Regions from separate parts of the Gossypium hirsutum genome. Here region 1 is linked to region 2. The links are chromatin contacts, called in public Hi-C maps. All regions are on one chromosome and are shown on one strand. Each heading gives the region's core, a stretch centred on a gene start, on an enhancer-like site or on the middle of the called end of the contact. The rest is flanking DNA. Distances are from core to core; before and after follow the strand shown. Region 1 holds the start of LOC107900597 (peroxisomal (S)-2-hydroxy-acid oxidase GLO4). Region 2 has its middle 5.5 kb from the start of LOC121218365.

Region 1 (2,700 bases), core at 68-2,567, 150 kb after region 2:
TCTTTTTTTTCAATTTTTTTCTAATTTGTTTTATTTGTCTTTTTTTTTCCAGTTTGAATCAGGTCCATCGAAAATCCCATGATATTCAACCTTGCTTTATTTGAGTCCATCAACAATTTCGTGACCCAAGGATGCTTTTAGTGAGAAAAGGTTCGATCGACCTTCATCTAATGCACCACCTTAATAACTAGAATCGTTGTCGCACCATGACAACCATCAACTTGTGCCCATCGTAATTGGCACCTCTTCCCCTAAAGGGTTCCCTTGACAACATAACCAATTAGAACCTATGACTATATAACCATTGTCAACTGAGAGCACTATTGTTACTTGAAATCGTGAACGCATAATTATCAATTAGGAAATAAAATCTGAAGGTGATATGCACTCCCCAAATGAAAAATGAAATACATCAGTGTCTGAGCTCTACCGAATCACCGTTAAATAAAACATACCTTCAAGCTATCAAAATTTCTAACTAAAACACAAACACAAAATCAAAAACAAAAAAAAATTTATTTTCTCCCCTTTTTTCAACACTTAATTTTTTTTTCATGTTCTCTCCCCTACGACTGATCACAAAAACTTCTCCCTTTTCTTAAAAAAAACCAACTACTTCAACATATATTGATCTTCCATCGGGTATGGACATATATAATCTTTTTAGCTACCACACAGCTTGATGGCACCAAAATATAAAAAAAATTTGGACACGGGTGCCGCCAATGAGATCGATGACAACAAAAAAATATATAGAATTTTTTCTGACACATTTTCCAATTGAAATGCTTTTTTTTTTAAAGATATATCTAGTGCCGCTAAAGAGAACGATTGCACCCATTCAAATATTATTTTTTCTTTTTTCTTTTTCTCCTAGAATATTCTTACTTTTAATAGGTATGTAAAAAAAATACATAACAAGGACCTTGTAATAATAACTTTTCTATGGGTTGGTCATGATTTGGTGTCGCCCAGTTGTCACCCATGAATTTTTTAAGTTACATGCAACACGAGTTCTCTCTAAATCTGTAAGTATTTATCTCGAGTTCGCACAAACTTATTTTAGCTGATTATTTATTGCATCTGCTATTTTAAACGAGAGATGTTCCTCCTACCAGGTACTTCCTTAATGAAAGCTGATTGTTTTTACTCTCAGTAATCACCAATTGGTGAGGAAAGCTGATTCAAGTAATGAAAGCTGTCCAAGGTCAGCATCAAAGGGGTTGGCAGGCCTTTAATTTTTGATAAATTTTAGTCAATAAATGGTAAGAAACATTTGTTTCGGCCCCACTCCAAAATTTTCAGTTTAATTCTGCCCACTCCCTATTTTTCTTGGTTCTTGTAACTGGATTCGTGACCATAAGATCTCTATCCTCTGCAAAAAGGTAGTAGAGCCTGTCAATATTAAATATGTATTTAAAGAAAAACCCCACCACCAACAACGACAAACCGTGAGAGCAGAAAGGGAACTCATTAATCATATTCATTTGTCTACATATACGTGCTGTTGCATGGATTTAAATTGCAATTTTCGTATCACTGTGATTTTGCAGGGTCAAGTTGATATAGTTCAATCTTCAAAGGTATGTTGTAAACATAGTGAGAACTTCAGTTGGATCAAATTTCAGTTTCCTTTTAATCTTTAATCATTTATGATGACATTCCTAGAGCGAGTTATAGGCCTTTAGCATAAGCTATCGACTTGGTTTCTGGGAAAAATTAAATGTTAGTGTTCAACTTTATTCTCCATGAACTTTGTTTGTTACTGTAATTTTTTTATTAAATTTTGTTTGTGCCTAATTTTCCTATTATGAACTATATTCTGAATAAAACCTGCTTAGCTGCTTATGAACCTTAGCTTTTCTCAAACTAGTCTAGTCTATGTCCTGGTAAGTATATATATATATCTCAAATCAAGGTCCTTTCATGATAAAATGTGAATCTTTTAAGATTCTCTGCATAGGAGCAATATCATTTTAGATTGTTCTTCAAAAGAGATTTAATTTTGACATAAAATAAAATATAGAAATGTAAAGGATCTGGAGCATTGATAATACCTTTTCTTTTTGCTGTATTTGCATCTTTAGTTCCAGAATACATGGAAGGTGAACCAGTTAATGTTAATGAGTTCCAAGAATTGGCTAGGCAAGCCCTTCCCAAAATATACTATGACTATTATAGTGGTGGAGCTGAGGATGAGTACACACTAAAACAAAATGTGGAAGCATTTCAAGGAATTACGTAAGCTGTTAAACGTGGTAATGAAAGTAATGTAGGTAGCAAGGTGAAAATTCTACCCATTTCTTTACTTCCATTCTCAGGATCCGGCCAAGAATACTTGTTGATATCAGCAGAATCGATTTGTCAACAACTGTTCTCGGCTACAAAATCTCAGCGCCCATTTTGATTGCTCCAAGTGCTAAGCATAAGTGGGCACACCCTGAAGGTTTGAATCTTCTTAGGCTGTCCTTTACTTCTTTTACTATTTCAAGTACCAATTTTACTATTTTCGTTGTGTGTTTCAACAGGTGAGGTTGCCACAGCCAGAGCAGCTGCTGCATGTGATACAATAATGGTACAAAAATAATATAGCTAGTTTTAGGTTCATTGGCTTGCCTAAATGTGAGTACTGAATTGTGTTATGAATGCAGATTTTATCCTACAGGTCTACCTGTACTATTGAGGAGGTCGCTTCAAGCT
Region 2 (2,700 bases), core at 84-2,583:
TCATAATATGCTAGATTCGGGATCTAGCAAGCTAGGCACAAAAACTTAAAAAGTAAAGTCGCTACTAACTAATTTGAGTTAGGTTGATTAGCCACTTATCGTCTAAAGTTTTAAGACTAATCTTAAAGAAAATTCTTAAAAACTAAGACTCCGTCTCATACAAAAATCTACATTTAGGAGTACAGTTACTTACAAAGAAAGTTATAGCACCCCTGCAATGTCTATCTAAAGATAATCCTATAATATTCAAAAATTAGGGTTTCTAATCCACAAACTTTTAACTAAACTCCAAACAAATCTAAAAAAATTAATTAAACTAAAATCAACAACTAAATGTAACCTACTCAGACTTAAAATCTAAATCTATAAACACTTGCACCATGTTTGGTTGGGGGAATGGAATAACATTCCCCCTTATTCATTGAATGATAAACTATTCATTTGCTTGGTTGAACGTAATACTCCTTCAATGGAATAATCATTACTTCCCTATTACTTATCTCCCCGTAATAACTATTCATTGGTATCTTCCCTGCAACATTGAATAACAAAAAAAAAATTATTTTCCAGATTAGCCCTTTAAAACTTGGACTTAAAATATAAAAATAAAATATTTGAAATATTTGAATATAATTTAATGTAAAACTAAAAGAAATATTTTAATATAATTTAATATAAAGGAAGTCTAATTAATCATAAAAAATCTAAAAGAAGTCTAATTAACACTTAAAATTTAAATTTAAATTCTAATTGCTAAAGATCTAAGGAAATCTAATTATAACAAAATGAAAAATTTTAACATAAATTCTAAATGTCAGAAAATCTAAAGAAATTTAAATTCAGATTTGATAGAAACGGTTTGAAAAATCTTTTTATTTTTTTATGTTTTAACTCTAAATCTAATTTTTCAAATGAAAAGAACAGAACAGGGAAAAGAACGGAGAATAGAAAAAGCCACTAGAATGATCGGAGAGGAGCCTTCAAGCTCTTCTCATGCATGCATGCCCAGAACAGCCAAGGCGGACCTCACCTTCGATTTTCTTCTCTATTCTTCCCTGATTCTCTTTTTATTTTTCCGCTAACTAACGACTTTTGGCATTTTTGTATCTTTTTTCCTTAACCTATTCACTGACTTCCTTTTTTCTCTTTTGATGGTCCTATTTTATACTGATTTTTTAATATTGTTCTATCTTTGATCATTTCTGCTATTGTTGATTAATCAAGCTTTTATGATCCATTTTGCATGTGAACGAATTTATCAATCTGTTATTCTTTTTTGGTGTCTTCTGTTTGAAAAATGGGAATGGCTCGTGGGCATGTGTTCACACTGGTGGCTCTCTGTGGTGGTGGCAGCGGCTACCGTTCATAAACCCTAGTTGCCGACTGAAAGATGAATATGCTATCGGCTTGGGCTTAAAAACAATTGGACTGACAAAAATAAATAAATAAATAAACCTTGGATGTAAAATTAAAAACGGACTCAAAATTTAAGCAAAGATAAATTGGGTCGCACAAGTTTTTGACTTTTTTAAAATATTGGGCGGCAATTGAAATTCGGTCTAGGTTAAATTCCAAACACTGATTTTGGGCCTTACAAATTGTTAAAAAAGGTCTTTAGTCTTTTAACATTTAATTTGGGAAGCCCCAAAATAATTTTATTTTAAATTGTCTTTCTTTTATTATTTTAAACAAAATTTTAATTATTATTTATTTAAAAAACCATCTCCAATATCCACTCCATTAGAATAAATCAAATTAGAAATAATTAAAAATTAATTTCAATATAACTGAAATCAAATTTAATTAAATCTAACTTAATTCCATTTTAAATCTTTGAAAAACTAAGCTCCTTAATTCTAATTTTATAATTAAATTGATAACAATTTAATCTTAAGATCCTTCAAGTTCTGTTTCCTTTTCACCGAGCCGTTTTGAAAATTCAGTCATATAATTGTCCTTGTTGTTTAATAAGACAAGAAAAAAAATATTTAACAATGATTAGGTGTCTACATCTTTATACGTTCCTTATTACACAATTAATAATTTAGTGACTGTTATTCAAGTAGACAAATCTATCATTTGTATATGTGACATGGAACACTTGAATGTAACCCTAATATGAATGGTATGTGTGATTGAGTAACTATATGTTCAAATGATTTCTGCATATGATTCTTACCGTAATGTGCTTAGTGAATTAGTTAGGATATAATGGCATCTCAATAGGTATTTAGATGCATGCTTTGTTTAGATTATATAGTATGTTTGGGAATGTGATCTGATGCCTTTGGGATTTGAATTTCAGTGTACTCTTATGTGTTTGAAGGTTTTGCACTTACGTGTATTTTTTGTTGCCTTTTGGCTTTGCACTTGCATGCTTTTTAGTGTGGTTGGAGATATGCATTCATGTGCCCTATGCACATATTCGTTTTGTACATTTGTATTTTTTCAACAAATTGGTTTAAAAATTCATTGATTATTTAACATTTAACTAATACTAAGCGGTATTATGTGGTTGGATCGTAATATGAAAATATAACTTGCAGTAGATACTTGTAGTAGATAAACCTAAAGATGTCATTAATCTAATAGGAAATAAGCGTACCGATTGAAAGGCTAATGTGTTGTCTATCAAGTCCAATTGGAGAGATGCTTTGTAACGATCCGAAAGTCAGTGGTGCCGAAAAATGCAGTTTCAGG

Evidence for each region. A called contact is a pair of places that touch in the nucleus more often than the background predicts.
Region 1: a Hi-C map of leaf shows a contact between it and region 2, with 1.9 times the contacts expected there. The contact joins the promoter of LOC107900597 here to the enhancer-like site in region 2. A contact is called at or near these places in 4 of 34 Hi-C or Micro-C datasets (callus and leaf).

The regions. Positions count from the first base shown.
Region 1 is chrD06:54,709,154-54,711,853 of Gossypium_hirsutum_v2.1, forward strand. It overlaps LOC107900597 (peroxisomal (S)-2-hydroxy-acid oxidase GLO4), which reads left to right and starts at 1,318. Exons shown (of 12, transcript XM_016826259.2): 1 at 1,318-1,583; 2 at 2,088-2,241; 3 at 2,322-2,446; 4 at 2,529-2,575; 5 at 2,652-2,700. The coding sequence starts at 2,099.
Region 2 is chrD06:54,555,333-54,558,032 of Gossypium_hirsutum_v2.1, forward strand. No RefSeq gene overlaps it. Among protein-coding and RNA genes, the nearest start is that of LOC121218365, 5.5 kb to the left of the region's middle. Within about 2 kb of position 1,334, at least 6 of the 9 cell types and tissues checked have an H3K27ac peak or open chromatin away from gene starts, as enhancers often do. A contact at or near this core is called in leaf, where this site is marked.